2 separate regions of the Rattus norvegicus genome follow, and region 1 is linked to region 2. A link is a contact called in public Hi-C data. All regions are on one chromosome and are shown on one strand. Each heading gives the region's core, a stretch centred on a gene start, on an enhancer-like site or on the middle of the called end of the contact. The rest is flanking DNA. Distances are from core to core; before and after follow the strand shown. Region 1 holds the start of Irs1 (insulin receptor substrate 1). Region 2 has its middle 530 kb from the start of Nyap2.

What was found. A called contact is a pair of places that touch in the nucleus more often than the background predicts.
Region 1: a contact with region 2 is called in a Hi-C map of Schwann cells, with 9 times the contacts expected there. The contact joins the promoter of Irs1 here to the enhancer-like site in region 2. A contact is called at or near these places in 6 of 12 Hi-C or Micro-C datasets (the A7r5 cell line, Schwann cells, frontal cortex and 3 more) and 1 of 1 datasets of contacts at active chromatin or transcription factors (oligodendrocytes).

What each region holds. Positions count from the first base shown.
Region 1 is chr9:91,050,802-91,056,846 of GRCr8, reverse strand. Irs1 (insulin receptor substrate 1) reads left to right here and starts at 2,888. Exons shown (of 2, transcript NM_012969.2): 1 at 2,888-6,045. The coding sequence starts at 3,468.
Region 2 is chr9:90,380,737-90,386,269 of GRCr8, reverse strand. No RefSeq gene overlaps it. Among named protein-coding and RNA genes, the nearest start is that of Nyap2, 530 kb to the right of the region's middle. Within about 2 kb of position 2,404, at least 42 of the 93 cell types and tissues checked have an H3K27ac peak or open chromatin away from gene starts, as enhancers often do. A contact at or near this core is called in the A7r5 cell line and Schwann cells, where this site is marked.

The DNA.
Region 1 (6,045 bases), core at 1,639-4,138, 670 kb before region 2:
AAGAAAAAAGAAAAAAAAAAAAAAAGAAAAGAACTGAACTTACTGTAGTACAATTTGAATATTAGCTGCCTTTAAGATTGGTGGTAAAAACTCAAGTGAGTAGTGTGTGTGTGGGTCTCTCTCTCTCTCTCTCTCTCTCTCTCTCTCTCTCTCTCTCTCTCTCTCTCTCTCTCTGTGTGTGTGTGTGTGTGTGTAACTAGGGATCCAATCCAGAGCCTTGGAGAACTCAAAACAGTTGTTCTGCTTCCTCCTCAGTCATAATAACATTACTTTCATATCATGAAATCTCTAACGTTCTGTGAAAATGACTTACAAAAATCTTCCAAATCAAATTGCTTTTGATGTTCGAGAAAATACTGTTTCTCTCATAGAGGTACGTCCTTTTTTCCTCCCTCCTTTTTGTTTGTTCTTGGTTGGTGACAGAGGGTTGGAAGTAATTTAAAAAGTGAAAGTCTGGATTTGAAGTGCCTTTCTACACACTGCGAGCCCCCCTTTGGACTAATCGAGACGAAGCAATTGTTTACCCCCCGCCCCCGCCACTGTTATTCTGCTACACTAACTTCAGACATCTCTAGTTGACATCCTTCCTCCCGCTAAAGCATTTCAAACCTTCAGAATCCTCTTCATTCTATTTCTGCCTCCGTACCTTTTCCAAATTACTCGCTATTTATAGCCTTCCTATAGTGGGCACGTGTGCCCGCATCGCCAAGCTGTCAGAGGCGGAAAATGTGGACTTTCAATTCAACGTGTGTACCAGACAACACATTAACCTGCATGATAAAGGAGGTGAAAAGAGAAACCGGAGGCTCTCAGGCTTTCCGGAGGAGGCGGCACCTACAGATGCGGGATACACCAATTCAAGTACTGCAAGCATCTGAATGGCGCCAGTGCCTACGTCTGTACCCTCACTCTTCCCTTTACCGCATCTGTGCAAGACGGGAAAGACAGGCAACTCCACCAATCAGCAGGCTGCCCCGGGAACTTCACCCCGCCTCTCTCCCCGCATTCTATTGAGGCGCGCTGCCCCCTTCCCCCGCCCCCTACTCCCGGTTAGGCAGTCTAGTGATTTGAGCATGCCCAGCACCTTTACCTCTGCGTCTCCCTGCGAACATCCTGCAGTGCCAGAGAGCTGGAGGCTGAGGGGGTTCCTGGCGTAGGAAAGGAGGCGGAAACCTAGAACCGCCCATGTCTAGAGTAGAATGGCTTTAAGCACCAACCTTTGTAGGTCTTTAATGCCGGTTGGGCTAGATAGGGACATCCTGCTTGATTTATAGGTCACCTTAAAAAAAAAAAACTTTGGGGAGCGTCTGCTTGTGGTGAGGCTGAGAAACTGGCTTTGCAACTAGGCTGCTGACCCGTTTTCATCAAGAAGAACCCATTTTCCTGTACAGCCTAGCCACTTATCCTTGTCTTCCGCTTATCCTTGTGGTCAAGGTTAAAAATGTATAGGGTCATCCAAGGCGCGGGCAACTATGAAACAAACATTTGCTGATACGTACACAGTAGGGGCTGGGCTTATGAACTCTGTGAAGGTCCTTTACATCTTAAAAAAATAAAATCGCAAATAGACTTAGAATGCGATAAGGAGCTCCTGGTATCCTCCGCCCCCCTCCCATCCTTTGCACCAATCCCTAAGTGTGAATCCCTGTTCACCTGCAGGAAGAGAGAGACATGGTGACATTTACATTTTATTTCCTTAGTGATCTGCGGTTCATAGTGCCAGGCGTGAGATCCCAGGTCTTGATTTCGAGAGACCCTAACCCAGCCAACAGTCATTGCCCTTGGGTGTCCCTCTCTGTTCCTTCCAGGTGCCTCGCCGCGGCACATATGAAGATTCAGGTGGAAGACTGGCCCAGAAGTCCTTTAGAAAACCTTACAAAAATGTAGATCTCCCTACCAGGGCCTCTCACCTAGACACTGACCTCCAGCTGCCTCCCGGGGGTCGCCTTTACCTGTTGGGTGAGAGCTAGCAGGTCACTTGCGCCCCCTCCACCCCAGCGCCTCCACCCCCTCGGGGCTCTGCAGCCGCAGTGCACCCCCTCTAACTGCCCCCTCCCTCACTCCTGCGTCTTCCCCAGACCGCCCCCTCCCGTTTTCCCAGACTCCCCTCCTGCTTTCCGGTAGCCACCCAAACACGCCCGCCCTCCCGCCGCGGGGATTCCTGCGGGCCGGGGGCGCCCTGGGTGGCGCGGGCCTGGGAGGCGCAGCGCCCCGGGCTCTGTCGGCCACGCAGGGGCGCTGCCCGAGCGCTGCAGTAAAGGGCCAGTGCGGGCGCCTCTGCGGCACGGCCGGGGGGTGGAGAGGGGCGGGCGTGGGGCGGGCTCGGCCCGGAATGTAGAGCAAGCAGGGAGAGGGAGAGAGACCCGGGCTGGAGCCTCCCGGCGGCAGCCCGGCTGCAGAGCGCAGAGGCTCCGTCACGTGTTTTGCTCCTCTGGAGTGAGACGGCGGCGCGGTCTGAGGAGGGCCGGCGCGCGGTGCCAGCCGCCGCTTGTTTTGGTTGGGGCTCTCGGCAACTCTCCGAGGAGGAGGAAGAAGGAGGAGGGAGAAGGAGGAGGGAGGAGGAGAGAAGTAACTGCGGCGGCTGCGCCTCCCGAGGACCGGGCGTCTTCCCCGATCTCTTCCCAAACCTCCTCCCCCCCCCCGCACTCCCCTCGCCTCCCTCCCTCGTCCCCTCCCCTCCTCCCTTGCGGACTGGAGCTAGGGGCAGGGATGAGCCTGTCCCTCTGGACCGTCCCCTGCTCCCCCAGCTGCCCAGTAGCGTTGCGCGTGGAAAAGCCACTTTCCCCGCCCGCCGAGATGGGCTCGAGTGCGGGCTGCAGAGGACGCGTCCTCGGGCGGCAGCAGCAGCAGCAGCAACAGCCGCAGCGCCGCGGTCTCTGCGATTGAGCTGGTATTTGGGCGGCTGGTGGCGGCGGGGACTGTTGGAGGGTGGGAGGAGGCAGAGGAGGAGGAGGAGAAGGAGGAGGAGGGAGAACCCCGTGCAACGTTGGGACTTGGCAGCCCGCCTCCCCCTGCCCAAGGATATTTAATTTGCCTGGGGAATCGCTACTTCCAGAGGGGAACTCGGGAGGGAAGGAGCGCGCGCCTGGAGGGCCAAGCGGGGACTCCTCCGGTCGTCTCTGCCTCCCTGCATCGGACTCTACCAGGGGCGGCAAGGGATGCACCATAGCTCCTTCTCTGCTGCAAGGACTGGGGGAGACTTAGTCCTCGGAAGATTGCGGCTGCACTCACCCTAGACCCACTGCCTTTCCCTCTGGGCATGAAACGCCCTTAAACTCGGATCAGGCTATCTTCCTTTGGCGCAGCTACCTCGTCCTTCGGCTGCCCCTCCCCAGCGCCAGGAACGGCGTGAATTTCGGAGTCAGGGTTTCTGCTTGCTTCCTCCAGCCCGGAGTGCATGTGCGGGGCCGCACCGAGAAGCCACCCCTCACCCAGTTTTTCGACACCTCCCTCTGCTCCGCAGCAGCATGGCGAGCCCTCCGGATACCGATGGCTTCTCAGACGTGCGCAAGGTGGGTTACCTGCGCAAACCCAAGAGTATGCATAAGCGCTTTTTCGTGCTGCGGGCGGCCAGCGAGGCCGGGGGCCCGGCGCGCCTGGAGTATTATGAGAACGAGAAGAAGTGGCGGCACAAGTCGAGCGCCCCCAAACGCTCGATCCCCCTCGAGAGCTGTTTCAACATCAACAAGCGGGCTGACTCCAAGAACAAGCACCTGGTGGCTCTCTACACCCGAGACGAACACTTTGCCATTGCGGCGGATAGCGAGGCTGAACAAGACAGCTGGTACCAGGCTCTTCTGCAGCTGCATAATCGGGCAAAGGCCCACCATGACGGGGCTGGAGGAGGCTGCGGTGGTAGCTGCAGCGGCAGCTCTGGCGTCGGAGAGGCAGGGGAGGACTTGAGCTATGACACGGGCCCAGGACCCGCGTTCAAGGAGGTCTGGCAGGTTATCCTGAAACCCAAGGGCTTAGGTCAGACAAAGAACTTGATTGGTATCTACCGCCTCTGCCTGACCAGCAAGACCATCAGCTTTGTGAAGCTCAACTCTGAGGCTGCCGCTGTGGTGCTGCAGCTGATGAACATCAGACGCTGTGGCCACTCAGAGAACTTCTTCTTCATCGAGGTGGGGCGGTCAGCTGTGACCGGGCCCGGCGAGTTCTGGATGCAAGTGGATGACTCCGTGGTGGCCCAGAACATGCATGAGACCATTCTAGAGGCCATGCGGGCCATGAGCGATGAGTTTCGCCCGCGCAGCAAAAGCCAATCTTCATCCAGTTGCTCCAACCCCATCAGTGTTCCCCTGCGCAGGCACCATCTCAACAATCCTCCGCCCAGCCAAGTGGGGCTGACTCGGAGATCTCGAACTGAGAGCATCACTGCCACCTCCCCTGCCAGTATGGTGGGTGGGAAACCAGGTTCCTTCAGGGTGCGTGCCTCCAGCGATGGCGAAGGCACCATGTCCCGTCCAGCATCAGTGGATGGCAGTCCTGTGAGCCCTAGCACCAACAGGACCCACGCCCATCGGCATCGAGGCAGCTCCAGGTTGCACCCCCCACTCAACCACAGCCGCTCCATCCCTATGCCTTCTTCACGATGCTCCCCTTCAGCCACCAGCCCAGTGAGCCTGTCATCCAGTAGTACCAGTGGCCACGGCTCCACTTCAGACTGTCTCTTCCCGAGGCGCTCTAGTGCTTCCGTGTCCGGTTCTCCTAGCGATGGCGGTTTCATCTCTTCTGATGAGTATGGCTCTAGTCCCTGCGATTTCCGAAGTTCCTTCCGCAGTGTCACCCCAGATTCCCTGGGCCACACCCCACCAGCCAGGGGTGAGGAGGAGCTGAGCAACTATATCTGCATGGGTGGCAAGGGAGCCTCCACCTTGACAGCTCCCAATGGTCACTACATTTTGTCTAGGGGTGGCAACGGCCATCGCTACATCCCAGGTGCTACCATGGGGACAAGCCCGGCGCTGACTGGAGACGAAGCCGCTGGTGCAGCAGATCTGGATAACCGGTTTCGGAAGAGAACTCACTCGGCTGGCACGTCCCCCACCATATCCCACCAGAAGACCCCCTCGCAGTCCTCAGTGGTTTCTATTGAGGAATATACAGAGATGATGCCCGCTGCCTACCCACCAGGAGGTGGCAGTGGAGGCCGACTGCCCGGCTACCGGCATTCCGCCTTCGTGCCCACCCACTCCTATCCCGAGGAGGGTCTAGAGATGCACCACTTGGAACGTCGTGGGGGCCACCACCGTCCAGACTCCTCCAACCTCCACACCGATGATGGCTACATGCCCATGTCTCCCGGAGTGGCTCCAGTGCCCAGCAACCGCAAAGGAAATGGGGACTATATGCCCATGAGCCCCAAGAGTGTATCTGCCCCCCAGCAGATCATTAACCCCATCAGGCGCCACCCACAGAGAGTGGACCCCAATGGCTACATGATGATGTCTCCCAGTGGTAGTTGCTCTCCTGACATTGGAGGTGGGTCTTGCAGCAGTAGCAGCATCAGCGCAGCCCCTTCTGGGAGCAGCTATGGGAAGCCATGGACAAACGGAGTAGGGGGGCACCATACCCATGCCCTTCCCCATGCCAAACCTCCTGTTGAGAGCGGTGGTGGTAAGCTCTTGCCTTGCACTGGTGACTACATGAACATGTCGCCAGTGGGAGATTCCAACACCAGCAGCCCCTCAGAATGCTACTATGGCCCAGAAGATCCCCAGCACAAGCCTGTCCTCTCCTACTACTCATTACCAAGGTCCTTTAAGCACACCCAGCGCCCTGGGGAGCCAGAGGAGGGTGCCAGGCACCAGCATCTTCGTCTCTCTTCAAGCTCTGGACGCCTTCGCTATACCGCAACTGCCGAAGATTCCTCCTCTTCCACCAGCAGCGACAGCCTGGGTGGGGGTTACTGTGGGGCTAGGCCAGAGTCTAGCGTCACACATCCCCACCACCATGCCTTGCAGCCCCATCTGCCTCGAAAGGTAGACACAGCTGCACAGACCAACAGCCGCCTGGCTCGACCCACAAGGCTGTCCTTGGGGG
Region 2 (5,533 bases), core at 1,155-3,654:
CTAGGCTTTTGTTGTTGTTGTTGTTGTTGTTGTTGTTGTTGTTGTTGTTTGTGTGAGTTCATTGGGGGTAGGTTGCAAGGGTGAGTGGTGAATATGGGGGGGGGCAGGGAGATGAGGTGGACTGGGGTCCATGATGTGAAACTCACAAAGAATCAATAAAAATTTTTAAAACATGATGAGAGTAATGCGTTTTAAATGCGCATCGATATTACATCTCTGTAAATATCTTAGAATCACAGAATCGAACAAGATGAATTTATCATTATCTCAAGGGTTTCTAAATCCGTGTTGTTTTTAAGAGTAGACAAGAACATTTGTATGTTAAACGGGCGATGATGACTAACTGCCCTTCTGTAGTTTTCTCAATTACCTATTAGCATTACCTTGGCAATCAGACTCAGTCTCATTCTCATCAAACTAAATGTTGTTTGGGGTGTAGACTTCTCAGACATAAAAGTCCACCATCATCTTGAATTTTCACACCCAAGAAAACATGAAGTCTGGAGACACTGGAATGAGGTGAGGTATCCTAGTGTGCTATCAGTCATGAAAGTTTGTGCAAATTCAATGTCATTTTAATTACAAGTGAGTGGAAGTTACTTCCCACAAGCTGTTTTCAGAATCAATCAGATTTATTACATTCCGAGACTAGTATGAGCTTATCTGTAAAAGACCATCATATGCATCCCTTCATGACAAAGCCTTTAAAGGAAAAATGGATTCTCATTATTTTGTTAGTATGTTGTGTGTCAGAGAAAGGGATGCTGTGAGAAAATGAAAGTTCTCTGGCATAGAGCATCCCTGAATCAGAGTACCCACTGCAGGCTTCCCAAGCCTCCCGACCCCTTTGCTTTCAGACAGACGCTTTGCAGAGACACAAAAAACTAAGGGTCCCTTTTGGCTTTGATTTCTCTGTACCAGGATGCCTTAGTGGGGATACAATGTCCTAACGAACACGGAACTTTCACGGAGGTGGGGAGTGGGGTGGGGATGGTTGAGGACCTGCTCTCTGTTCTCTCTTTGCATTCTAGGGATGCAATCTAAACCACCCCTGAAGGGATCGCAGTGACATCTCGCTGAAGTCCCCCTAAGCTGCACATCTGGGAAAGTCCTCTCAAGACCCAAGGATCTTTCTAACAGAAGAATGCTCCTACAGCTGGCATCCTCCAGGAAAAGCTGGTGTGTCATTTCAGTATTGAGGACCCGAGGACCCAGGCTCTGAGGATGTGACTATTTCAGGAGCAAAGGCGCCCCCAGTTTTCGGCTTTCCCCTCTCAGAGGCTGTCAGCTCCCATAGCCTCTTCATTCCTTCCTTCTGTCTAGACCCAGGGAAAGGGAGAACCCAGATTCCAATCTTTTCCCGGGAGCCTGCAGCAGCCTCTAAGAATACAGTACACTAGGTAAAGCGTTTTGTTTGCTTCATTTCTCCCAGTTCAGTTAGGTCGTTCGGTCATCATCATGGTGCACTGGTATTTTCTAAAGAACTGCCCGCTCCCAACAACACTCTCTTTCTTCCCACTGGAAACAGAAACACGTCCTCTGCAGGAATTTTCCACTTAGCAGCCCTCGCTTCCCTGGCTGTGGCCTCACACCAGCCTGCAATGCTGTATTTATTTCCACTGCAGTTTGTCGGTTTTCTTTCCTTTTTTTTTTAATCCAGCACAATGAGTGGTATTCAGTCATTTTAAAGCCACTCAACCCCCTCCTACATCTTAGCTCTCTTTTTAAAATAATGCATACTTTCGAGCAATGTCAGGGAGAGCCAGAAGCTTTTAAGCGACATTACAGTTAATTAGTTATGTCGCCATCACAGAATCATCAGCATTCTGGTCATCAACCTTCCCCTCTTCTCCCCTCCCCTCCCCTCCCCATCCTACCCCATAATTTTCTCATCCCAGACCCCTTTCCTGTCCTGTAAACACATTAAAGACAAACCTCACGGTCCATATACTTTTCTCCCAATTGTTTACCTTCGCAAATTATTTCCTTTGAGCAATATTTACAAACTATACAACAGGCCTGACGCGATGATAAGAGAGGAGACAGATTGCTTATAATCTCCGCAATAAACCAGGAGCAGAGCTTGCAAATGTGTTCTCTGCCCTGACTGCTGGCATCAGCAAAGGCTTGCAGCTGAGCCCGATCTCAGCGCCACTCCCCACATCTCAAAAGCTGACTGCAGAGCTGGGGGCCCTAATGCCAACCCAGGGAGTCCTCCGGGGCAATCCCAAGTCTCTAGTGAATGCAGGGAAACGGGGGCATTTTAGGGGAGATCAGCCACTGGGTGAGGTACAGGGAAATGGTGCTAGCCGCCTCAGATGAAGACCTGAGGACCAGTGACCACAAAAGCCTGCAGTGCGGAGCTCTGCGGAGCCCGCGACAGGCAGAAGGAGGAGGAGCCAGGAGGAGCCTCCCCCGTCTGGCAGGGTGGTAGCTTCTCAGACAGTCTGGCCCAGGGGGTCACAGGAGCACAGCAGAGTGTCTGTAGAAGGAACTAGAATTTCGAAGATATAGAGGGGGTGGGGGGGAGTTTGTTCAAGCTGGGAGGGCGGGCCCCAGGGGGCGTATGCAACAAAAGAAGAAATAGATTGCAGCCTTGCAGGACACCTAGGGTATTTCTTTCAGGGGGCATTACTTCCACTTTTAGGCAGGAACAAGAGCTGGAAGCCAAACAGCAGCACAAGCTGACAGCTCCGAGGTGATCAAAGGGGACAGACTGAATGTCTTGCTCTGCGAGCTATTTATTACAAAGAGAGGGGTGCTCCTGGCCACGCTGAAGGGGAGAGGGATTAAGATCAAATAGAAAGACACCGGCCTGGGCCTGACTCCTTTATGTAGGAGAAGGAAACGGGCATGGCACGTACATTTTAATATATGGATATTTAAGTGTACTTGTACTTGAAGAATGGTATTCCATACAAGTTTACTTCTTCCCATGGACGACAACACACACACACACACACACACACACACACACACTTCTGTGATTTGGGGGAGAATCTGACTTTTTTCTAAGGGCGTCAGAGCAAGGTGTGAAAGCACCCTTCCTTATTTAGACAGGAGATACCAGCAGACCTGTAAGTGGGTCCTCCTTAACACATGGGCAGAACTCTATACATACCTTACAAGCTCCAGCATGAGGGATGGTCCCATAGCAAAGGCATAGGAAGCAGAAGGGAGTCTGCCTGGGCATTGGGCACAGTCTCTAGAAACACATTGCAACTAGATAGAAAGTCTTGCCTGAAGTGGAACACACTTTTGTACATGGTAACGTGTACATACGTGTTTGCCTTTTTCCACTAAAAGTTGACAAGGTGAAGCAATTCAACAGTTTCAAACAGACTAGCTCTTGCCCAAATTCAATGTAAAACATGACATCTCCCAGGAGCTCCCACTTGCTCCAAATTATTCCGTTCCCCAGGAGTCATTTTTATGCTACCATCATCTGTGCCTTATATGTATTTTCACACGCATATATGTTTTTAAACATCTTAATTTCATATATATTTCTGTAACTTGATTTTTATGTATTTATGAGACAGAAAATTTTTGTATCCGAGCCTATAAATCTGTGTAATTCTTCGCACAGCTACACAGTATTTTGTGATTTCTAGGTTTTATTAATATTGTAAGTCATGCTGGAACTGATACTTAGGTATTTTTAGCATGCACATTGGTGCTCTATGAAGGCCACACGCACTGGAATCAGCGCAGCATAACATTGTTAACTTAATAGGATACCAGCAAAACACTTTTCAGAAGGACCAAGACACAACTTGCATGTGACTAGACTTTTTCATTCATGGTCTCTCAAATAGGTCTAGAAAAATGGCTCCGTGGGTTAGAGTACAGTCTGCTCCTCCAGGTCAGGACCCAGGTTTAGTTCCTAGTACTCAGCTGATGACTAAACAGCTTTTAACTCCTGTTCCAGGGGAGCTGGTACCCTCTTCTGGCCTCTGTGGGCACTACATGTACATGGTACACAGCTATAAATGCAGACAGAGCAGCCACAAACTTAAACAAAAATAAATCTCAAAAATGATTAACAATGCACTGCCATTATTTCAACAACAACAACAACAACAAAAAAAAAAAATCCCAGGTTGCTTTCAGATTTTTTCTGATTACTATTGTGTTAAAAAAATCTTACTTATTTGATCATCATGTGTGTGTGTGTGTGTGTGTGTGTGTGTGTGTGTGTGTGTGAGAGAGAGAGAGAGAGAGAGAGAGAGAGAGAGAGAGAGTTTGAGGGTTTTCTGTTCACACACTTGTCCCTTTCACTCAGTATGTTACGTGGTGTATTTCTCAGCTGCGTTCCTTCTTTAACTGCTTGGGTACTGAAGGTTGACTTCTCTCAGTTCAATGTTTCTCTATTTCCCTCATTTGGTGAAAAGCTACTTAATCCAAGACATGCTCTCTCCTCAGAGTAGCTAATGATCACTGATTATTTGGGATGTATATAAACACATATCTAATATTTTCCACAGACGTTCTGAATTTTCATTTACTTCCTCAGCTGAGAGAGATAAGCTATTGCTACTAACATCAGATAAGCTTTTGCTTTTCCTATTGTACCAGGGTATTCTATTACAGGAGAATAAGTTGAGTCCAGGTGGAAAAATAAAAGATAAAATATCTAACATTCAGTGTATAAAAACAAGACATAAATGAAAGATAAAAAACACATGCATTTTTTTATAAAATTTGCACTGCATGTATTCTTAGAAAATCATTTTAATTTACTTAAAAGGTACTTTTGCATTTTATTCTATACATTTTAAATCATTGCATATGTAAAGCACACATTTACTGTAATATACATTAAGCATGCATTACATATGTACACTTGAACATATGTGTGAGTATATATACATGTTATATATCTGATAGATCAGCATTTTCATACATAATAATATACATGTTGTTCTAATCTGTTCTTAAATTAGGTCTCTACAAAAAGCTGCTTAGGTTATCTGTTATGATAAATTTATGCAACATGGGCTTCTTCAAATAAATCTGAACTCTTGTTTCCATCACTGTTTCTAAAATAATTCACAACTTGTGAATATTAAAGGGGCAAGTGAGTGCTATCTCGGTATCTTTTTTCCATAATGTAATGCCTTCTTTAATATACCACTTTGTAAATGTCGATTTTAATGTATCTATCTTGAGTTGTCCATATGGATATAAGTAAGTTAGTTTAGACCTTTATTCATGGAACAAAAGTGCTCGAAGCATAAAGAGTTGTCAGTTGTTATCTACAAAATGCCTTTCTGTTGTTCTTATTGTGGAACTGATGGATTTGGGGTTGTTTCTTTACCCTCTGAAAAGGTATAATTGTCCTTTGAAAAAAACTAATGAAATCTGTTCATGTTTCTTGGAGAACAGAAATCTATTCCAGGACATGGCAAATATATTCTCTCCTTTTTCTCCCTTTTGTTTTTGCTTTTTTTCCCCCCACAGAAAACATGAAGGTAAAATCGCAACCATACTTTGCACAGAGGATGCTACTGGAATTTTGTCCCTATTTTTC